Linked DNA regions of Mus musculus: all the other regions are linked to region 3. The links are chromatin contacts, called in public Hi-C maps. All regions are on one chromosome and are shown on one strand. Each heading gives the region's core, a stretch centred on a gene start, on an enhancer-like site or on the middle of the called end of the contact. The rest is flanking DNA. Distances are from core to core; before and after follow the strand shown. Region 1 overlaps Pxdc1 (PX domain containing 1). Region 2 overlaps Gm40908 (a long non-coding RNA gene). Region 3 has its middle 44 kb from the start of Gm40909.

Evidence for each region. Hi-C and Micro-C count contacts between places; a contact is called where the count stands out from the background.
Region 1: a contact with region 3 is called in a Hi-C map of liver, with 6 times the contacts expected there. The contact joins two enhancer-like sites. A contact is called at or near these places in 1 of 39 promoter capture datasets (liver), 14 of 484 Hi-C or Micro-C datasets (the AML12 cell line, the C2C12 cell line, colorectal tumor organoids and 6 more) and 2 of 115 datasets of contacts at active chromatin or transcription factors (both in liver).
Region 2: a Hi-C map of liver shows a contact between it and region 3, with 7 times the contacts expected there. The contact joins two enhancer-like sites. A contact is called at or near these places in 1 of 15 datasets of contacts at CTCF or cohesin (the NIH/3T3 cell line), 6 of 484 Hi-C or Micro-C datasets (liver and nephron progenitors) and 5 of 115 datasets of contacts at active chromatin or transcription factors (hepatocytes, liver and pancreatic cancer cells).

What each region holds. Positions count from the first base shown.
Region 1 is chr13:34,628,571-34,631,270 of GRCm38.p6, forward strand. It overlaps Pxdc1 (PX domain containing 1), which reads right to left. Exons shown (of 5, transcript NM_025831.3): 4 at 1,781-1,892; 5 at 1-318. The coding sequence ends at 201. Among named protein-coding and RNA genes, the nearest start is that of Pxdc1, 23 kb to the right of the region's middle. Within about 2 kb of position 1,336, at least 6 of the 459 cell types and tissues checked have an H3K27ac peak or open chromatin away from gene starts, as enhancers often do. A contact at or near this core is called in liver, where this site is marked.
Region 2 is chr13:34,462,969-34,465,668 of GRCm38.p6, forward strand. All of the region lies in intron 2 of Gm40908 (a long non-coding RNA gene), which reads right to left. Among named protein-coding and RNA genes, the nearest start is that of Gm40908, 18 kb to the right of the region's middle. Within about 2 kb of position 1,418, at least 40 of the 459 cell types and tissues checked have an H3K27ac peak or open chromatin away from gene starts, as enhancers often do. A contact at or near this core is called in hepatocytes and liver, where this site is marked.
Region 3 is chr13:34,548,996-34,551,695 of GRCm38.p6, forward strand. No RefSeq gene overlaps it. Among named protein-coding and RNA genes, the nearest start is that of Gm40909, 44 kb to the left of the region's middle. Within about 2 kb of position 1,321, at least 4 of the 459 cell types and tissues checked have an H3K27ac peak or open chromatin away from gene starts, as enhancers often do. A contact at or near this core is called in hepatocytes and liver, where this site is marked.

The DNA.
Region 1 (2,700 bases), core at 86-2,585, 80 kb after region 3:
GAGCAGGAAGAAGGCCCCTCGGTGCTGCCTATGGTCATCGGGATCCCGTGTGCCTCTGCTTTCTAAATACCCAGGCCTGCTGAACCTCAGGACCCTAGGAGGTCCAGGCTGAGCAGTAGCTTTGGCCCTTGGAGGAGCACAGTAGACAGCATGAGGACATGCAGTCGAGGTTGGAGGCAGAGAAGGCCCGATGGAGAGGCTCAGTCCAAAATGTCCGTCTCAAACGGAACCAAATGGTAATAGGACAAGTTGGTGACATAAGCCTCTGGGTCGTCACCATCTTCCAGCTCTGAGGTGAACTCACCACCATTCTCAAACCTGAAAGAGACGACAGAGGTGAAGGCCACTGTATGGGACCCTAGCGAGAAGAAAGAGAGGACAAGAGGCAGCCAGGGCAGTGCCAAGATACTGAGGGCTCCAGGTTCTATGGAAGGGGACAAGGGACATTAAGGAGATAAGGTCCTTTCCAGGCTCGCAGCAGACACGTGGGAAGAACCATGAACACACAAACTAGTTTAAATGGGTGGTACCGCCCAGGCAGCGCTTTTGAGCTTTGCTGACTTGGCGATTACTTTCTGCATCTGTAAGGTAGTGGGGCCTTTATGCTTTCTTTATTCACAGTGATATTCTGGCTCCCGTTCTGTGTCAGCTCAAAGATTAACAGTGGACAGGCGGGTATAGGTGATGTGGTCCCAGGAGCTTGCAAGGAGCCAGGGAGGGACACTACAGGAGGCTCCCTATGGTCATGGAGGCAGGCTCTACCTCCCTATGGTCCTGGAGGCAGGCTCTACCTAGTGGCCAAGCCTAGTTTGACCCAGGATGACTTGGGCTCTGAAGGATGAAAGTTGTGGTTTCTTGGGGACCTCTGGCTGGCAGGGATAGCACGCTGGTGCACACTGAATGAGTGTTAAGGGAAGGAAAGCCCTTCGGCTTTGTGTGAGATGGAGCTGGCCAGAGACTGTCATGGTAGAGGAGTCAGATGGAGACCTTTTCACATCACCAGCTGCTACAGGGCCTAGGTCTGCTTGCCTCCACAACATACCCAGGGACCCCGTTCTGTCCCCAGGAACACCTAGCAACAAAGCCAGACCTCCCAACTGGCAGGCACTCTCCAGCACAGTCTAGCCAGAAGTTCCATTGCAGAGGAGGGTAGAATGCAGGCCACAATGAGTGGCCTTTGGCTGTCCAGCCATCAGTAGTCAAAGCTCCTGAGTCATCACAGACTAGGGTTCTAACTGGTCACCCATCAACTTGTGAGACAAACATATGTGTCCCAGTCCCGGTCCAGGAAGTCTAGAAGCATCTGGATTCTGGATCCTGGACCAGAGTACAGTGTTTTACACCTCAGAGCCAACACAAACTATCTCCTGGAGTTTTGCAACTTCTGAATGCCCCTCACATCTAGTGATTGGGTGACTCTTCCTCCCCTAGATCAATTAACCAAACTCTCGCCAGACGATGGCATGAACATTTAAAACACCCAAACTGGCAGGGCCTGCTGCTGTTCTCAACCTGTGGCTCACGACCCCTTTGGAGGTCAAATGATTCTTTCATAGGGGTCGCATATCAGATATCCTACATAATAGTAGCAAAATTGTAGTTATGAATTAGCAATGAAAATAATATTCTGGTTGGAGTCACGAGGAGCTGTATTAAACATGAAGAACTGTATTGAAGGGTTGCAGAACTGACAAGCTTGGGAACCACTGCTGTAGAGCATTGCACATACCACCAGCTTTCGACCCCTTGTAGGAAAACGCATTAGAGGACGTGCACTCACAAATGCTCTGTGGAATCCGCATCCAGGAGCTGGTCCTTCCCGTTGGGTATGCTGTGGTCAATGACTATGGTCTCTGTGTTTGCCAAACAAAATCCATTGGACCTCATGATTTCTGAAAACCAAAGCCATGAGGTAAGTACTCAGGAGAGGTCAGTGTTTGAGGTTAAAGTTTCAGGATTTATCATCGATCGACAGCTCTCAGCCTGGGTAAGCGATGTTTCCCTGTGCGGTGCACAGTTACCAATGCAAACTCATAACTGATCAGAGTGCTGAGGAGTAGTGACTGCTACAGGCTCAGGTCTACACAGGACATCTACAATCACCCCCTCTGAGGTTCAGGGGACATTGTGGAAGAAGGGGCAGAAAGAATGTAAGAGGTGGAGGGTGGGGAGGAGGACTGTGAATTGCCGTCTTCTGGACTTGACATAGCGGCTGTACCCAAGAGCTCACAGCAACACTGTCTTCTGCACAAGACTGGGCCCAGTGACAGTCTGTCGTGGACAGAAGATGGGCTTATAAGGTCCCACCTTTTCCTGGGGAGCTATGGGGGCCATGAAAGGGCAAGTAACATTTCTCGACAGTGTAGACACAGTCAAGTTGCCCTTGTTCAATAAATAACCTCCTACCCATGGTCACAATAGCAATTCTAAATATAGTGCATCATTAAAAAAATAAAATTAAAAGGCATGAGAATAGGAGGGTGAACTTGTAAAGAAAGGGTGTGTGTGTGTATGTGTATGAAATTATAAAATAAAATTTTAGAGCTGAAGTTTATATCAGTCTCCCCCTCCCCCATCACCCACTGTCTCCAGCTCTCTCTCCCGATACCCAGAGAATCCTTCTAGTGTTCAGACAGGAAGATGGAGATGCTGACACCAGTACCACAGGAGCAGTGTATCTCTCCCTGAAACAAGATCCTC
Region 2 (2,700 bases), core at 168-2,667, 86 kb before region 3:
TCAGCACAGTGTAGAGTGGGAGGTACCCGACCCTCCAAGCTCAGTTTTTGTTCTAGTTGCCAGACTATGTCAGTATGTTTCCCCAGCCATTAGTGTGCATGAGAATCCCCTGCAGGACTTGCTGGAGTTTCTGACCTGCTAGGTCTGAATTTGGACAGTTTCCAAGTGGTGACTCTATTGCAGCTGCTCTGTTTTAAATAACTGCATAAGCAGCCAGCCTGGCAGGGAGGCCCCCACTGTCTGTGACCAAGAGTTGAAGCTGGTCACCCCAGAATTCAGAACACAAAGATCCGTTCTGGGCCACAGAAAGTCTACCAGCTGCCTGAAAAAGACTGCCACTCACAGAGTAATGCCTTCTGGAAGAATTTGCTTGTTCTCAAGGTAGAGCCCTCCTCCCTGTGTCTAGATAAAGCAGAGATAGCAGGAGCTTTGGAAGCAGTCCTTGTCACAACCCTGCATTCATGATGTGATGTTTTTGTAACCTCCTTGACCACAGAACAGACCACTCATGAGGTTGCTGGGAGCTTCAGTCACATGCATCCAACCTCCCTAATAGCCTGGGTGGAGAACAATTGCAGAAGGTTTAAGGAGCATCAGCAACAAGGCCTTGGGTGTCTTTCTTTCGATCCCTGCCCTCTGGCCATGAAAGCAAAGAGGATTTTCTGGCAGACAGGAGAGAGAGAGAGAGGGAGAGAGAGAGAGAGAGAGAGAGAGAGAGAGAGAGAGAGAGAGAGAGAGAGAGAGCAAATTACAAAGACACGAGTTTTCTCTATGTTTCTCTCTGCTCTAAAAGGTTCCATCAAAACCCTTGACAGCTACTTGGGAGCAGGACACAGGACACAGGGCAGCCATACTCCCCAGCTTGCTGGGAGATGATTGGGAACATGAGACAGATGGGGTTTTAGATAACTGTTCCAACTGCAGACATTTCATTATTTCTTTGTGTTGGGAGCACTCAAAATCCTGTGAGACAGTCCAGCAGGTAAAGGTGTCTGCCTGGAGCCCGAGGACTTGAGGTGGATCACCAGGACCCACAGGGAGGAAGGAGAGAACTGACTCCTACACTTTACCCTCTGACCTCCACACATACACTAGAGCTTCCCATCTCTATCACATTCACAAAATGCACAGTAAAAAATGTCAGTGGACAAGTGATTAAAGTCATCTCTATCTCTCCTTGTCTCTCCATCTTTCCCCCTCTGTCTGTCTCTGTCTGTCTCTCTGTCTCTCTGTCTCTGTCTGTCTCTCTGTCTCTTTGTCCCTGTCTCTGTCTCTGTCTCTCTCTCTCTTTCTCTCTCTCTCTCTCTCTCTCTCCACCCTTGGTTGGAACTCTGATCATCAGTCTTAGCCATGAACCTCCCTTACACATTCAGTCACATCTCTGGCTGCCGGTTGTTTTGAAATACTCAAGTTAATTATTGTCAACCACTGTTGCAACTGAGTTCTAGTGGGCTGGACCTTACCCTCCACTCAGGTGATCTCCTTGTGTCTATGCTCTTTCCTTCCTTCCAATACCCTTACCAAGTCTTACGCACCGCTGTCCCATTCTATTTTCTTGATGTTCATCTGTCAGATTCCACATGTAGCTGGGAACATTCTTGTCTTTATGTGCCTGACTTATTTCACAGAATCATTTCGTTTTTAACAAATGGACACCAGGGCTGGGTTTTGGAAGGCCCTTCTCTGAGGACAGTTTGTCCACTACATCAGTGGGCATGTTGCCTCTGAGAAAGCACTACTGACCAGGAACCCATGCCCAAGGCAGCAGTCCTATTCAATACATACAAATCCCCCAACTATGTTAGATGTCTTGCCCCAAGAGATGTCATTGTGTCACTTTTGAAGACCAAATGATGTTTAATACATGGCAACTGGAGCTCTAGGGCAGCTCCAAAAGTCAGAAGGGGGTCTCAAGCCCTTGATAGCATGGAAGGAGATCTTTGCTTTGAAAAATGAGAGCTGGCCCCATAGAGTAGTCTCAACTTTTCATTAGCACAGAGGGGAAGCTCTTCAATGTCCTTCTAGAAGGACCGCCTTCCCCACTTCCTTTTGCTTCTCTTTGCATCCTAAATAGAGCCTTTTGATAAGCTGTAAATAAGAAAATTGGATATTGAGGTTTCTCTATGCGAATATCTGAGCATTTTATTTTTTTAAAATGTAGATGTGTCTGAAATTAATGGCGTAAATATCATGAGCAACATTTATTTATGTATTTATGTATTTATGTATTTATTTATTTATTGGCAAGTGTAATTCTAGGCATGTGATGTATAAATAAAAAGAATGTTGAGCCTCCCTCCTCAGCCAAGAGTTAGGCAGACAAGAAACAGGAACAAGAAGTACTGGGACAAATGAAACAGGTAGCACAAGGTATGGGGTTTGGAAAGGCTGTGGTGTGCGTGTGTGTGTGTGTTTGTGTGTGTGTGTTTGTGTGTGTGTATTTGTGTGTGTGTGCATACATGTGTATGCTCATGCCTCTGTGTGTGTGTGTGTGTGTGTGTGTGTGTGTGTGTGTGTGTATGTGTATCTGTCTGTCTGGGACAGGCTGTTGCTGAATATCCCCGAGTCTCAGGTCTTTCTGGAGAAGAATTGCTGGTGAGTCTTTGTAAGTCAGAGATAAGGGTTAGGTGCCAGAACATAGAGCAGAAATGTTCCTGTGGTTTTGGCGAACACGAGAAGAGGGCGAAGGCTAAAGGTGGA
Region 3 (2,700 bases), core at 71-2,570:
ACCTTCAGGATATATGGCTTAGCTGACAGGACCTTGTCATGGTCGGCAGGGCTTGAAGGCTCCAGCCTGAGCTTTCTATTTCCTTGTCCAGCTGCCATGTGAGGGGCTCCATCTCACTCGCCCAACACTATGGAGATGCTCTGCTTTGCCACTTTCATGATGAACTGAACCAAAATAAATCTTTCCTTCGTATTGTCTGGTCCCTTGCCACTACGATAGGCAAGCAATACATTTTGCTTCTGGCAATCATGCACAATGGGCCAGTTCTCCACATATGTTCATAAACCCTGCCTAGGTAACTTATAAAGAAGTCTTCTATAAAGAATCATATCCCTTGAGCTACACGTCCTCATTCATCCAATACAAGCTACTCACTGGCTATGGGTCATTGGCTGCCTCCTACCCAATGTAGGAGATTAAATTGAGGGTCTCTCAAGCGCTGGTGAAGCACTCTACCCCTGAACTACACTCTCCATGTAGTAAAGCTCAACTGTACTATAGAAACTTGTGAGGCAGACTAGATGTGAAAACAAGAATGCTTTCAACAAGCATCATTGACTAGTTCTGTAGTTGGTATGATACAGAGAAATACAGAAGATATAATTGTAGCCCTCGGCAAGAGCATTGAATTCTGGCTTATCCCACAGCCTAGCTCCCTGTCTGAGTAGTTTTATGGTATCCTTGTTTGCTTTCTGTTTCTGTGATAAAACACTGGCCAAAAGCAACTTGGAGAAGAAAGGGCTTAATTAACTTACAGGTTACTGTCTACCATGGGGGAAAGCTAAAGCAGGAATTCAAGGCAGGAGTCTGGAAGCAGGAACTGAAGCAGAGACCCTGGAGGAACACTGCTTACTGGCTAGATTCTCATGGCTTGCTTAGCCTGCTTTCTTACACAACTCAGGCTCACCTGCCCACAAATGGCACCACATATAGTGGGCTGGGCTCTCCCACATCAATGAACAACCAACAAAACGCCTCTCAGATGTACCCAAAGCTAACCCTGAAGGAGACAATTCTTCAGTTGAGTTTCCCCCTTCCCTAGTGTGTCAAGTTGATAATTATGATAATTTAGAAATGAATAGAAACTTGGTTCATCTCCCTACTCAAATGGTTCATTTGTGGTTCTGTTTTGTGGCCATTCTACCTCTGCCTTATACTGAATTTATGACAAAAACATAGCCTTCCAGAGGCTGAAAAGAAAATGAAAATGCTTTGATACTTAAAAAGTGCACAGTTAAATGCACTTTTCCAAGACTGTATCTGACTCCCTGGGATATGACGCATACAAATGTATCCTCAGGTTTCTTCCCCTATTGGCATGTGACAGCTGTGGTTGGTCTTACAAATCTTGTCAAACAGTGGTTACAAAACCTGAGACACATTTATCTTATCTCCTGGACCAAAAAAAAAAAAAAAAAAAAAAAAAAAATCAATTCAGTGCTTGTTGGAGAAACTCCATTTTATTTGATATCAGGAAAGTGAGTGTTTCAGTCCACAAATTTTATTTCCTCCATCAAAGCATGCAAGGCAGAATCCTTGTGGGTGACTTTAAAACTAACATTCCCTTTGGGAAGGAGTTGGAGATCTTTGCTTTAGATAGAGAGAAAAGTTCGATCTTCAAGACCAGCCAACCTTCCAGGGCCTCTCCCTCCCATCCTAATGCAATCGTGTGTCTGTGTAGCACAGACAGCTGTTTACACAGATAATATTTACTCAGGGCAGAAGATCAAGAAGATTCCTTTCCTATCAGACATCTGGAAATGTACGCAAACTTACCAGCAATGTTTGCAGATCTTGCAGAGGTCTAAAACAAAATGTGGCGGGTCTTTTTGTTCTCAGTTGTTTCCCTTGCTCTCTGCTCTTAGCCCTTAGCTGACAGTGATGATCAAGCTACAGAATACAGAATTGTCATGCCTTCCATCAGGAATCTGAATACCAAAGACGCTTTCTTGGGATAGGCAGGGTCCAGCCTTACATGTGGTTGCATAACAGAAGGCAGGGGAGGGAAACAGCAATAGTAAAAGGTTTCTGAATGTGCAACAGTGAAAATTAGTTCCAAGTCAACTAACACAACGAACCCAAGATGTTTCTGATAGTGCTTGCCCATCTTGCATTATGTGACTTCACAGCCTCCTTGGTTCTTATGGCACAGCATATAGTCAATCCCAGGCCAGAAGTCTTCTACTGAAATTACAGCGGTTCTTCCTAGTTGAATGTTCCTGGCTTTCATTCTCTCCCATCCTTTCAAAGCACACCTATGATACAGATTCTCTCTTATGAATCAATTCTCTGAAGAAGCTGAATTTTTGGTAGTTGTGTTTTCAATAATAATTTTAGTATATTGCACTCTGTGTTTTTTATGCATTTCTTTTTATTAATTGGATAATTTCTTGTAATATTATTTTCTTTTTTAATATTTTTATTAGGTATTTTCCTCATTTACATTTCCAATGCTATCCCAAAAGTCCCCATACCCTCCCCCCAACTCCCCTACCCACCCACTCCCACTTTTTGGCCCTGGCGTTCCCCTGTACTGGGGCATATAAAGTTTGCAAGTCCAATGGGCCTCTCTTTCCAGTGATGGCCGACTAGGCCATCTTTCGATACATATGCAGCTAGAGTCAAGAGCTCTGGGGTACTGGTTAGTTCCTATTGTTGTTCCACCTATAGGGTTGCAGTTCCCTTTAGCTCCTTGGGTAC